Regions from separate parts of the Hordeum vulgare genome. Here region 2 is linked to region 1. The links are chromatin contacts, called in public Hi-C maps. All regions are on one chromosome and are shown on one strand. The core of a region is the stretch at or near the end of the contact, and the rest is flanking DNA. Distances in the headings are between cores, read along the strand shown.

Region 1 (7,411 bases), core at 1,602-4,101:
GCAGCATGCTTGCAAGGATGCACTGAGGCGTGCTGTCCTGCTAACAAGTGTGGGTGGTCTTCGATAGTCACCTGTATCAACAAATAAAATTGATGGTTTAAGCACCACACAATGCCAATGTAGGAAAAGGGAGGGGGCATGGAAATGTTGGATAAACTATGCGAGCAAAGAGATACTCATTTGAAGGCTATTCAACAAAAATACAACCACAAACCTACTACTTCCTCCGTCTGGAAATAGTTGTCGCTCAAACGGATGTATCTAGATACATCTGTTTGAACGACAACTATTACACTGAAACTCTTACACTGAAGACACCTACATTGGCTTATCATGATTCACAAAAGGCCTACTACCGAACCATAATAAGCACAACTTGAATGGCAGGATGAAGATAGCACAACACGCATGGACCAGAACCGGGAAAACTAATAATATCTGAACTCTGATGCCGAAATACTGAAAGACAGCAGAAATTCTAGAATACTATACCATTGAAGAAGTAAAAAAATGAATAATTGCGGAGTATTTTCTAAAGCACACTTTCTGCTTCTTTGGGTTAATATGCACAGTTTTATATGACACTGGAGACTAAGTAGAAATTATAAGCATGACTATTAAGGAAGTCACGGATGCCAACTTACTGATGTGGGATAAATTAGCTATTTGTGTATTTCACTAGACATGTCGGAAAACCGAGGTAAATATGGCATGTCAGAAAACTGAGGTAAATAAAACAAGATAGCTAGAAATTTACCGTTTTGTGTGCATGGTCTTGACTGATATCTTGAAACACAAGGTCAGGCTTTAATGGCATTCTTGCCTACAATGGCAAACAAAAAAAGCACATCAAGTTTAGCTGCAGCAAGCAAGACAACAACAACTACATGTAAAATGCACTTCCTGGGTGCACCAATACTTTACCTCATCATAGCCTGTAAGCCAGACACGTGGAGTTTGATAGTACTTGTCATATCTGCAGTACAAGAACTACTTATATACTTTTCCAATAAGAGTGTGAAACACACCAATGATATGACAAAGCAAACAGAACTAAGTGGGCGATCTAGTTAAGCAAATTAACTATGGTAATCCTTCAACACAACAGCAAGTTAATTCTCAAAATGTTGGAAAATATATGGCAAATCGAATGTGTATCAGCCTATCAGGTGAACCATAACTCACTGTGCTCCAAGCACAGGCCGGCTTTAGAAGAACACATAAATTTCCACGTTTGTATAGTTGTATCTACGAATAGTACAGAACTACACACCAATCAAACAACTAAGCACTAGCACTAACCAATTTATACAAAAAAGTAAATCAAAATACACAGATAAGCTTTATACGAATAGTACAGAACTACACACCAATCAAACAACTAAGCACTAGCACTAACCAATTTATACAAAAAAGTTAAATCAAAATACACAGATAAGATAAAGCTTACGTGATGCTGACATCATATGTTCTAGTAAGAAGAATGTTGTCATCATCAGGCTCTTCTGCGACAAAATATGAAGGCTGAGGGGTAGCCTGAAATGAGATGACAAAGGCAAAACGGAAATCGTTAACAGTTCCGAATTTTGTCAGCCTTGCTTAGCATATCAATGATAGGTTCATGGCCTCACTGTTGAATGATCTCCTGTGTCTTCATAGGTGTCCATGTCAGGTATATCCTCCTCCTCATCTGGCTTTTCACTAGCACCAAAGTACGAGGGGATAGATTTGATCTCTTCGACTTTCCCTATGTCCAATGTATCCATAGACGGAATGTCTTCCTCCTCTTTCGACTCTGATGCTAAACATTACCGGCGGAGGAAACAAAAGGGAGTTCAGCCCATACAATCAACAGCATAAAACAAAGCAGCATTGACACTGAGAGATCAACCTTGCACCCCATGTGTTGCGAGCCAGCCTTCGCCGTCGTCGTCATCATCAAGGACAACCTCAGCCGCCGCTGCATCATACTCTTCCTCGACCGACATGGCTCGTCTTAGGCAAGGCACTGCAAACAAAACCATAATTATGAGTCCACTTGTAAGAACAAATAATGAGCAACCAACCCGGATTTTCTGAAGCCATGACCGTTCTACTAACTATGTCCCTATTTATCTTTTTCATCAGCCAACAATGTTCGACTAGCAGTACAGAAATATGACTAAACATGCCTGCTACACTTGTAACTACCCATCGGCACACGGGGATAACAACCAATTCTATCCCCCAACGCAGCATCCACCAAATCGAATGAAATACTAGACAGGAAGCATGGATCACATCTTGACGCAATTCAATTCGACAGCAGCATACATACCGTTCCTGGTGACGAGGAACTGCTTATCGGAGGGGAGATACGGCTTCCTCTTGCTCGGATCGCCCTTCTCCCTGCACAACACAGGCACCCACCAAACTATCAGATCAATCAGACGCCCGACCCCCCGCCCGGAAACCCCCCAAAATCCCTGAACCGCGGAGGCGAGGGGGCGCACCAGGACCAGGTGGGGCACTTGGACACGAGGTTGTCGCCGGCGAGGATGAACTCGGGGACGGAGAGGACGCCCTTCTCGAGGAACGCCGAGACGGTGCGCGGGCCCGTGACCCGCTCCACCGTCCCCTTGTAGAGCTCGTAGACCTTCTGCTTCACCTGCATCGTCGCCGCCTCGCCTCGCCTCCCCTCTCCTGTTTGCTTCCTGTCGACGGAGACGAAGGGGGAAGCGTGGGAGAGAGGGGCAGGAGGAGGAGGAGGAGTTCCGTTTGCCTCGAGCAGAAGGCACCGGCGAGAAGGTGGAGCAGGCCAGAGCCGTCTCTGCTGTTTTCTAGTAGTACGCTACCGGAGTTTTTTCTGGAGGGGGAGTACGCTATCGGAGTTGGAATACGCACGATCGGTGGGAGGTATTTTTTCTAGGGTGATCTGTGGGAGTTGGGAGTCGGGGTGTTGGACTCAGGACGGTTGAGCCCGGCCCGAAGCCCGGACGTAAGCTAAAATATAAGCCCTAGCCCGGATAAAAAAAACCCGCCTCGGCGTAAAAAAAACCTGAATCATGAGGCCGGGCTTATTGCAAAATTACAATCTCTCCCTAATTAAAGCACGGAGTGCTTCTGTCGTCCGTCGTGGTTGTTTTGCAGAAAACCCCTCGACGTTTTCTGAAATCAACCCGCGGTCCGGATTTAAGTCAGAAGACGAAGCGTTTTTTCCATTTTTCAGAAAATCTCCTCATGTTTCAGGTAATCACCCCGCAGTCCGGATTTAAGTCAGAAAACGAATCTTTTTTGCATTGTTTAGAAAACCTCTTGATGTTTCAGGTAATCAACCCGCCCTCCGTATTTTAACAAAAAAAAACCTAACTTTTCAGTTAATCAATCCAAATTTTATCTAAAACAAAATTAATCTCCGATTTTAACATGCTATATATAAAATTTGATTAAAAAATATGTAGAATCTAAATAGGATGTTATTTTTAGCTGTTGAATACTTCTTAAATACTATTTTTGGTGCAAACTTAATCTGTATTGTACGGTCCTTTTTTTTCTCTCTTTCCGACGACGATACGAATTGCAATAAATATCCATTAAATTAAAACCAAATTGAGAGGAAAGAAAACATCGTGAACCACACTTGCACAGCTTTGAAAAATCTCGTGGGGAGAAACAACATATTTCTCATCTTATTCCGAGAGATTGTACATTCAAACGCGTTTTCGTTGTGTGAGCACTAAAATCATCGTCGGCAACACAAATGTGATGTCATGTGAAAATATATTGCGTTCAGAGCGTGTGTTATTTTCTTTTTCGTTGCAACGCACGGACTCTTTTGCTATGAATAACAACAGCTTACAACAACATGTCTTCCCTTAGATAATAGCATCAGAGAAACTCCAACGGGTCGACCCAAACGGACGGTGATTTTGTCCGACTTTTGTCCGTTTGGACCGGTTAGGCGGACACGAATGTCCGCTTCCACAAATGGATCGGCCCGTGCGCCCAACGCTGGCCGGACCCATTTTTGCCGGCGTGCGAAAAAATACATAATGCATAATTAAACATTAAAAGCCGGCCACTAAGGCCGGCGATAGTCCACGCGTCCGCATTACATTAAATAAACATAAAAAAACTAAAACTACGTCCACGCAGCCCTAGGCGTCCTCGTCGTCGTCGGGGCCAGTGAGATCGACCAGCGTAGGCACAGGGCCGGTCCAGGGCAACGTCGAGTTTCAGAGCGCAGCTGCGTGCGCCTCCGTAGTCTGTCCCGCCGGCGCGGGTTGTGCTGGTGGCGGTGGCAGAGTAGCAGCACGGGCACGCTCCTTCGCCTCCGCCTCCCGTCGTTCCTCCTCCTCCTCCTTCTCCACCTGCATGAGCCGAAGGCCTTCGGGGCGCTCCGCCAGCAGGTGCTGCGACCTCCAATGCTTGAGGTAGGCCTGCTCCTGCTGCGGTGTCACACCCAGCCAGATGGGCGGCGCCGTCCCGAACTCCTGGGCGACGCCGGTCCACTGGTAGACCTCTCGCGGCTCCACGGGCTCGGGCTTCGGCGGAGGTGGAACGACGCAGTCGTCGTGGCCGACAGTGTGATGGCCTCCGCGAGCTATTGCTGGTACGTCGCCTCCTCGTCGGCCCTGCGCTGCGCTTCCTCCTCGCTGTCGCACAGAACGGCAACGAGCGCCGCCTGGTAGGTGGCCTCAGCCTCCTGGTCCTCGTCGCTGACGACGGGCAGGGGCGGCGGAGGGCCTCCTGGCTGCACTTCACACATGCCACGACGGCGTTGCTCTTCGTGCTCCACTGCGAACCACACCTCCCAGTTAGGGTAGTCAGCCGCATATGTGGGGTCTCGACGCTGCTCCGCCGTCAGCAGACGTTGACGACGACTCAACTCCTCTGCATGCACCCGCGCCGACCGCGCCACGGCCGGCACCGATATCCTCTCCGGATCCAAATGCCAATCGTGCGACAGCGTGACATCGGGGTAAGGGAGCGACACGCGATGCTCCCAGTGCCACCGCGCTTTGGTGCACCGGGACGCTCATGCGCTGGCGAGGCCGGTGGGAAGACGACGGCGGGGAGATGGCATGGGGGTAGAGCGGGGCCTTGCCCTTGTTTGGGAAGCCGACGACCATGGTGTGCTAGGGTTTCGGTTTCTTGGTCGCCGAGGAGGTGGCTGGATGTGGGCGGGCGGGGTTCTGGAAGCAGATGGCGGAACCCACCGCGCACTCGGATTAAAAAAGGCCGGTCGTGATCGTTGACACGTGGGCCTGAGGATGGCGGCCGTCATAAATTATGTTGACCGCGGTGGTTGGGGCGGACACCGAGGGGGCGCACGCGCGTCCGCGCCGACGCATTTCAGTCCCAAATTTGGGTCGAAAATGGGTCAGCGTGGACACGAAGCAGACATGTTTTGGCAATGGGTCGGCGCGTTGGGCCATCATTTTTGTCCGCGCCGACCCAAACGGACGGCGGTGGACAAAATGGGTCGCCCCATTGGAGTTGCTCTCAGCAAGCATATAAGTTGATAACAACATGTCAACGTAACACAAGTCAACAAGCGGTATAAGTTGATAAAAGCAACTCTAGCATACCCCTTGAATTTCCCCAACCCGCAAATAACCGCTAGTTTGCGATTTTGGACAAAAGAGTGACCCGAACAGAAACCTTAAAAGCGTTTGACCCATAAAAAAATTAAGATGCACGGTAAAATTCTCCCTCCGACCCGCGAAAACACAACCCCCCCATGTTGGATCGTTAGAAGGGGTGTCTAGAGGGGGTGAATAGATTACTTGCACAAATTAAAATCCTAGCCTTTTACCAATTTTAATTGTTGGCAAATTTTAGCTGTTCTAACAAGTCTAGTGCACCCTAGACATGCTAGTCAACAAATATGACAGCGGAAAAGTAAAGAATTTGCACAGGTAAGTAAGAAGTAGAGTTTAGGAAGATCAAACGCAAAAAATGACACGACGATTTTTGGCGTGATTCTGATAGGTGATGCTATTCGTACGTCCATGTTAGTGGAGACTTCAACCCACGAAGGGTAACGGCTACGAGAGTCCACGGAGGGCTCCACCCACAAGGGATCCATGAAGAAGCGACCTTATCTACTCCACCATGGCTTACGTCCACACAAGACTAGCCTCACTCACGATAGATCTTCACGAAGTAGGTGATCTCCTTGCCCGTATAAACTTCTTGGTTCAACTCCACAACACAAAGTAGGAGGCTCACAAGCGACACCTATCCAATCTAGGAGGCACTATCCTCCAAAAGGTAATAGATGCGTAGAACGATGAACTCCTTGCTCTTGTGCCTCAAAAGATAGTCTCCTCAACACTCAGTCATTCTCTCACAGATTTGACATGGGTAGGAGAGATTGATTTTGTGGAAAGCAACTTGGGGAGGCTAGAGATCAAGTTTCAAATGGTTGGATTGGGATCTCTTGATCTTAACACATGAGTAGGTGGCTCTCTCTCAGAAAAATGGATCTAGCTAGTGGGTGTGTGTTCTAAGTGCTTCCTCTGCGAATGAGAGGAGGTGGAGGGGTATATATAGGCACCCCCCAAAATCCAACCGTTATAACATTATTGCCCAAATCGGTGACACCAAAATGAATCTTGGTGGTATCGAGTTGCACTAAATGTGGCAACTTTTGAATTATCGGTGAGAGCGATATATAAATCTCGATGGTATCGATTCGATGACCTGGAGCAGTTTCTGAATCTCGGTGAGACCGATTTCAAATTCAAAAAATCCGATTCTTGAAATCTGCTCAACGGAAAGTTGGTCACATGCTTTTCGGTGGCACTGATATGAAAGTTGATGGTATCGAGAGATTGGGGTTTGGCAAAGGATGTGTCACTGGAAAAATCGATATAGCCAAGTGCGAAAAGTTGGTGGCATCGATTTTGCTATTTTGGCTTGGGACAAAGATTTTTGTGGGAGAATGACTGAATATTTTTGGTAGCTATCTCTAAGCACTTGAGAAACCAATTCATCATAATACCTCACCCCCTTTTAATAGTATTGGCTTTCCTATGGACTCAAAGTAATCTCTCACAAATGTAAAATGTAGAGTCCTCTTGCTTGAGGCTTGAGCCAATCCTATTCCTTTCCTTGCATCAAGGAGCTTCTCACAATTCTTTGGCAAATATCTTTGTGGACTATAGCTAAAATATACTAGGTAAAGCTGTTGGTCCAAGAGACAATGTATGTTTTCATGAATTATCAAAACCACCAAGGGAGCATATGTGCTTTCAATCTCTCCCTTTTTGGTAATTGATGACAACATACAATCAAAGCTTCAAATAAAGATAGGCATTAGAATATGACAGATTTGAAAGAAACATGACTAGTACAAGCTCCCCCTAAATGTGTGCAATCCCTTTTTAAAAGGATAGTTGCTTTGGACTGCATGGGGACACACTGT
Region 2 (7,411 bases), core at 2,662-5,161, 280 kb after region 1:
GCCAGATGTCGACACTAGATGTCCCATCCGTATGTTTGTTCCATTCTCTAGCAATAATATCTAAAAAACCCTCACGGGTGAACCAACTAGCCTCAAAGGAGAAAGCATCTTTTTTTCCTTTGTGAGTGGCATTTCCAGAGTCTAACAATAGTGGAGTATGGTCAGATATAGCCCTCTGCATAGCACAAACCGTGATCAAAGGGAACTTCTGCTCCCAGTCAACACTCGTTAATACTCTATCCAATTTTTCAAAAGTCTGGTTATGTAGAGAATTGGCCCAAGTATATTTTCTACCGGAGAGTTCAATCTCCCGTAGATTCTATAATCGTATTAAACATAAAAGGCCATCTACCATCGAAATTATCATTGCTTTTCTCATCAGCTCTCCCGATGATATTGAAATCCCCACCCACCACAAGTGGTAGATTTTCATCGCAAATTCTAACCAGATCAGCCAAGAAAGCTGGTTTATGCTCCGCTTGAGCGGCACCATAAACCGCTACTAGAGCCCATTGAAACCCATCTTCCTTGTTCCTAATTCTAAATTTTACCGTGAAGTCACCTAATATAACTTCTCGCAGTTGAAGTGTATTGCATCTAACCCCAAGTAAGATCCCTCCAGACCTTCCTCTTGGAGGAAGACAGTGCCATTCAAAATCCACTCCTCCGGAAAGGGAGTTGAGAAAATGTGATGTGAAGTTGTCCCGCCCCGTCTCCATCAACGCGATGAAGTCAAGACTATGCTGTAACGTTGATTCTGCAAGGAACCTAATTTTAGCCAAGTCTCTCAGACCTCTGCTATTCCAAAAAAGTCCTTTCATATTTCATCATAAAAAATTTTAGCAGTCCTGAATCTAGCACTCCTACGAACAGCCGAAACTGGATAAACTCTTCGCCTCTTTGGCTTATCCGAAGCATACTCCTGGTCCATATAACCATGAATATCTTTGGCCGTATCAGTAAGATGCGAATTAGTAATATTGGAATCATCAAACGCTACATGCGACTGGTTAGACTCCTCCTCAGGGACTAAGTTTTGACATAATAAATTTAATCCCCCATAGTTGATATCTCCTTATCATTCATAGGTCGAACCACCGCTAAGTTTCGAATAATATCCAAAGCCCTATCAACTTCTAAGTCTAATAAGTCATTGATGGATTTTGAAACTTGTTGGCTAGTCTCACCCAAAGTCACCCCCACTGCCTTCGCATTATCTAGAATCTCTTGCGGAGTAAAATGAAGAATAGAGTGTTCAGTATTAAAAGTCATACCTATTGAATTTTGAAACTCCTTCATTTTGGCCATATGCATCGCCCGTCCAATCTGCAAGTCATCCACATCTGCTTGAGACTGAACCCGTTGACTAGATCGTCTTTCCAGACCCATCGGTTTGGGAACACCTCCGAATGCTATGACATCATCAACCGAGATCGGTCCAGACTCTGGTGCAACGGCAGTAGGTACTTCGGTTCCCGCCATGGGCGTACCCTCCGTAAAGACATCCACCACGTCGTCGGGCTGAGCAGCAACAAGGGCTGCACCTGCCACTCCTGGCCAGCGCGTCGACAGGAACAACCTGGGCCGCCGCTGGAGCATGCTGAGGTACAGCAGCAACGCAGCCCTCCCCAGCATTAAAAACCTCATGCATGGCCAAATTGGGAATTGTCTCGACAGCTCGTGCGGTAGCCACCGCACCGCCGCAGGCCAGCGCCGCATCCTCAACATGAGTCGGTTCATGTACTGATGCTCCTCCCAAACTTGCAACCGAAGCTGGCAGTTCAAACGCTGGTACAACACCGCATTGCAGACCCTGATGTGCCGACTCCTCGACCCCTGCAGGGGCAGCTGCATGTCCAATTAAGGCTGCTGCTTTGTCCGCAAGCAGCTGCGAACACTGCGACAAATCGGCAACCTGCGGCTGTCCGGTTGGGTGACCGAGCCCATCAGCAGTGCATACCTCCATAAGTCCAGCGCTAGCCGACGTAACAGGTGCACCAAGCACAATAGGAAGCGTCGTCGACGTAGCCTTAGCTCCGACCAGATACTCCTCCAACGACAGCGGTTTCAGCGCAGAGTTAGACTGCACGCTTCCCTTGAAATTGTTGGAAGTCTTCCCCGCAAATCTCGGCAGTCTAGGCGACTCCGCCCAAGAACCAAATTTTGCCGGCGCGGAGGCGGGATCAAAAGCACCAAACCGCAAATCCCTGTGCACAATAGTGTTGTTTGGACCAGTATCATTACCAGGATGAGGCTGGTTTTGCTGTGGAGTAGCAGTGTGTTTAGGGAAATCATTGGAACCTGAGTCTTTTGACCCCTCTGCATTATCTTTGGAACCACTGGCATCATCACCATCAGTCATATGAGTATCTTTATCAGAGTCAGGGACATCAAAAAGTGTAGGACTCTCAATCTCCAATTAGAGGGTGTATCTCATCCCTTCAAAGGTCCAAACAACCTCATCTGGAACTAGTTCAATATCTAGGACACTAACCAGCATCCTGGCAACACCTTTGGCTTTAGCATAAACCATATCCACCTCTTCAGTTTTACCAATAAGCGAGATGAAGCCATTCTGTAACAGAAACATTAAGAAAACTCACCGACAGGGGGCATTCAAACAATTTTTGGCATCTAAATCTAAAATTGAGAAAAGCTCTGCCTAAAATTACGAGCAAGCCCTATGTAAAAGCAGAATAAAGTCAACGTTTTCATGACTGTATATAAGTAGATGGCACGCAAACTATATATCCACACAGTACAGCAGCACGACAAGAACAGTAACAACTGGGGCAAAAAAATCATGACGTGACACCAAACATCTTTTTCCTGCGAACCAGCTCTTATATTGGCTGGCCGCATAACAGAGAGCCTGAACAAGAACACGTAATGTATATAAATTTTTTTTTTGAATTTTCAATGTATATAAACTGCCAATTAAAATATCAAAAGCACACAGTCACGTGCAAATTCGTAAACACAAGTATTCATAATTTCCACATCCTTCAACCTTTATGAAATATGCTGTTCGAATTCCCCCGTGAAAACTTACAGATTTTCAGAAAAATAACAACAGTTCTGAACTAAGCAACAAGAAGTAGACAATCCAAAGACAGATTACTGCATACCCAGTGACAAACTGGCAGCTGACAAGAGCTAAGAATCATTCTCAAATCCCAAGCTCGTGGCTCAAAGAAAAGCAATCATCGCACTAGAAAAGACAGGAATCCATCAATGTGTTTGCCAAAATAAAATTAGCCGGTAAGGACAGTCACAGTTCTCCCATCTGAAGTAAACAAGCATGCCACAAACATGTCCTATTCCAGGTCCACACAAAGTATCAAAGAACCATGTAAAACCAGGCAATGGCACGAACTATTTCGCCTCGATCGTGCTCAAAATAAAGGGGCTGAACTGAAACCCTACAAAGCGAGAGCAGCAGTATGCCATCACCAGTTCATCAAAAAATCAGGCACGAAAAACATCGGAAAGCTAGGCTGGAACACCACGCGCGAGTATAATAGACGGATCCGGCATAACTGTGACAGGACATAGCAGAAACCATGCATAAACAAGCGTGCAGACGAGGAACTTCGTGTCTGAGATCGGGAGAGGAGGAGTCGGGAGGGCGAGAGGGAGGCGCACCTACACGTGACGCTAGCAACCGCCGATCAGAACCGCCGTCCTTCTGCGAGAGGAACGCTCGAGTCGCCGGAGTGGAGAGCTGGTGGTGGTGGAGGCGGTCTCTTTTTTTCGAGGGAGAGCTCGAGGCGGCTTGCCCGAGAAAGAACGACGACTGTTTTTTCAGGGAAACTGAGACCCCGATGAGCGTCATCACGCAGCCGAGTACAACACAATCGGCTCGGCTGTCGCCCTGCGGCCCAATAAAGTCTCGGGCCGCCTCCTCGTAACTTGGGCCGACCCTCATTGAGCAGGCTGACGTGCCGCTGGTCGCTGAAGCGTGGGCCAACCGCTCTGTCACGTGACCTTTCTCCGTGTCCGCGCCTCGTCCTCTCCGCCCCACCACCAGCGAGGAGGAAGTGGCGGCCGCCTGTTGGACGGAATGGCGCAATGGGACGCGCTCGTGGACGCCGCGCTCGGCGAGCTGGCGTCCAAGAGCCTCCTGCGTGCCACGCGCCCCATCTCCCTGGCGCCGCCGCTCGCGCCGCCGGAGACCTTCCCAGGCCCCGGGCCGTGGGACCGCGCCGCCGTCGAGATCCGCCTCGACCGCGCCACCCTCCACCAGTGGCTCGCTGAAGGTCCGCAGCAGCGTCAATATCCCACGCTTGCTCGTAATAATACCCCAGACAATTCCGCTTAATTCCTTTTGCGTGTTGCTTGCTGCCTTCCTTGCTGTGTGACTGTCCCTGTTAGGCTGTTAGCTGTCAGGTTAGGATATGGTTTACTGCCTTGCTGTGTGACTGTGTCCCTGTTAGGCTGTTAGCTGTCAGAACAAGCTGCAGAGTTTGTTCGTGCTCATTGTTTTGCGATCATAGTTAACTTCGAAGATTTACTAGTAGTTGGTTCACTACATGGATTGTTCACGGGCATGTTTGGTTTAGGTGGCGAGGCCAGTGGCCAGGAAGAGGAGCTGGGTGAGAAGCTCATTCTTTTCTCCGGGAATGACTACATGGGACTCAGCTCGCATCCGGCAGTCCGTGAGGCCGCAGCGAAGGTGTGCAAGTTCTGTGCCCGTTGCGATTGTTAGGTCTGTAGAGTACTCTGAATCGAAGAGTCTCTGCTTGAGCTAACGATTGGGTGCGTTTGCTAGGCAGCTCAAGAGTACGGCATGGGCCCTAGAGGCTCCGCGTTGATTTGTGGGTATACTACTTATCACAAGTTGGTGGAGGAATCATTGGCAGAGTTGAAGAAAAAAGAGGTCTAGTGGCATAGAGTTTTGAGTTCAAGTAGCCATTGCTTCACAAGTTTTGCATCCTCACGTTAGAGTTTTTTTTTACAGGATTGCCTTCTCTGCCCCACCGGATTTTCTGCCAATATGGCTGTGATGACTGCTCTGGGAAGTATCAGCTCTCTTTTGGCGGTTGGCAGGAAACCCGCAAAGGACGAGAGAATTGCTATTTTTTCGGATGCTCTGAATCATGCTTCGATCATCGATGGGATTCGCCTTATTGAGCGTCAGCAAGAAGCTGTAGTGTTTGTCTACAAGCACTGTGACATGTCTCATCTTGATTTCCTCCTGTATGTTTTTCACTTCTCAGTCATAATATGATTATTGCATAATATGCCATATGTAACCATGAACTAAGATAGCTACAAATACAATATCATTGTCCATGCAGGTCCAGTTGCTCAATAGAAAAGAAAGTTGTTGTCACAGACAGGCAAGTTTTTTCTCGGATTTAATTTCCTCGCCGAAGAAGTACATTTATGTTTGTGTGAAGTAGTAGAGGCATGCTCGAGGCATGCATAATGTCAGAGCACCCAAATTCAGATGCTCCTTTATTGATACAATGCAGCTTGTTTAGCATGGATGGTGATCTTGCTCCATTACCTGAACTTGTGGAACTACGTAGGAAGTATGGATTTTTATTGGTCATCGATGATGTTAGTAATTTTATCTCCTCTCAGATACATTTTTGCAGAGTTTCTTAGTGATCGATTTTGTTGTGATTTTCCTTGAACAGGCCCATGGAACACTTGTTTGTGGTGATAATGGTGGTGGTGTACCCGAGCTGCTTGAATGTGAGAGTGGAATTGACATAAGTGTTGGCACCTTAAGCAAGGCTGCTGGCTGCCAGGGTGGGTTTGTAGCATGCAGGTAAACAGACTTACAGACACTTAGATCAGGTTGTAGTATGAATGCACACACTTCTGTACATCGCGGTACTGATTTTAGTAAAAAAATTCATATAAAGTGATTTTCAAGGTTCTGGATCATGTCATCTAAGTTAGCTTTGGCAAATTTGCAACACAGTACCTCATGCTTATAATTCAATGAACAGGAGATAACTTGTTATGCACATCTGCAACACTGTATATTTATGGTACTGGACACTAGACTTTGGAACATCAGTACTCCACACTACATGGCTTCCCTACACTTTGGACTTACTATGATATCTTGATAGTTTACTTACTAATAACTAAAATTTTGGAATGTGTTGAGCAGCACCCGATGGAAGAGTTTAATTCAGTCGCGAGGTCGCTCGTTCATTTTTTCTACTGCTTTGCCAGTGCCAGTAGTTGCTTCTGTTCAAGGTAATATTCACAACATACCAACGACGTCACAGAACCCTCTAAAATGAATATCGCAAGCTAGTGGACTGTCATTGTTGTGTTCCATTTATTGAGCCAATCTCCAATATTTATTTTTATCAATATTTCCTCTTACCTTCTATTCATTAGGAAATGCTTAAAATGATGTCTAGTGCTTTCACATTGGTTAGTAAGAATGATAACTGGATACAAGCACTTCAGCTAGTTTAAGAAACTACAGTTATCAGGAACTTGCATTTTTCTGAACGAGAAACTATCACGTTGCTTCAAATATTCGTGCTGTTTTCTGATTCTAGCGGCGCTCCATGTCTCAAGGAAGGAAAGATGGCGGAGATCATTGGTCTGGAGGCATGTGCAGTATTTTGCATCCTTGACTAAACTCAATATAACTAGTCCCATAATTTCCATAGTAGTAGGAAGTGAAGAAGCTGCACTTAGGGCTGGCAGGTTATCTCTTCCTTCCAATTTTATTTAGTGCTAGTCTGGGTCATCTTATGTTCCTAATCATTTCGTTTTTGAACCGCAGGCATATGCTAAGATCTGGATTTCATGTTACACCAATTCGACCACCCACCGTGCCGCCCAACTCATGCAGGTCCCTCCTCCCTCCTGCTTTTTTCGTTTGCAACCCAGTGTCTTGTCATGAGCTTTACCAATCTAGAACGTGCAACCCTGTGTCCAAGTAATTGGACTAGGACTTTATGGTTAAGGGCGTATAGCACAATGTCATAATTAGCAAAATTGCTTGTAGCATGCATATCTCTGTATCTATGGATTCCTGCTCGATTCTAGTGCGGATAAATCACCAATCGACCAAGATTAACTGACCATGAATCTCTTGACAGGCTGCGAATAACTTTGAGTGCTTCTCATTCCTCGGATGACATCAAGAGGCTGGTCAATGCGCTCACTCCCTGGCTATCTGGCAAACATGCCAAACAGAATTTTGTGGAGGGGCATGCTGAGCAGAGCTATGTCGCGGCATCAAAACTTTAAGCAGCATGAACTGAAGCTTGTAGGCGGGGACACTAGATGTGCTGGAATACGTGGGAGAAAACGCTCACGGAGAAATAACTCGGTAGATGTTGATGTGATCATTTGTGTCCATTTCACACGCGACAAAAGTGTTTCCATAATTGGTATATATGGTCTTGTGAGGCATACTACCCTGAAA

What was found. A called contact is a pair of places that touch in the nucleus more often than the background predicts.
Region 2: a Hi-C map of seedling shows a contact between it and region 1, with 6 times the contacts expected there. The contact joins the promoter of LOC123439514 here to the promoter of LOC123439560 in region 1. A contact is called at or near these places in 2 of 6 Hi-C or Micro-C datasets (leaf and seedling).

What each region holds. Positions count from the first base shown.
Region 1 is chr1H:387,538,504-387,545,914 of MorexV3_pseudomolecules_assembly, reverse strand. LOC123439560 (autophagy-related protein 3) reads right to left here and starts at 2,851. Exons shown (of 10, transcript XM_045116260.1): 1 at 2,493-2,851; 2 at 2,318-2,388; 3 at 1,892-2,008; 4 at 1,632-1,801; 5 at 1,451-1,536; 6 at 925-976; 7 at 758-823; 8 at 1-71. The coding sequence starts at 2,653.
Region 2 is chr1H:387,263,909-387,271,319 of MorexV3_pseudomolecules_assembly, reverse strand. LOC123439514 reads right to left here and starts at 3,911. Exons shown (of 3, transcript XM_045116226.1): 1 at 3,646-3,911; 2 at 1,275-2,575. The coding sequence starts at 2,362. The coding sequence ends at 1,424. It overlaps LOC123439484 (8-amino-7-oxononanoate synthase), which reads left to right and starts at 4,005. Exons shown (of 10, transcript XM_045116206.1): 1 at 4,005-4,259; 2 at 4,563-4,675; 3 at 4,772-4,879; 4 at 4,961-5,199; 5 at 5,301-5,342; 6 at 5,478-5,565; 7 at 5,646-5,779; 8 at 6,553-6,684; 9 at 6,764-6,832; 10 at 7,083-7,411. The coding sequence starts at 4,064. The coding sequence ends at 7,233.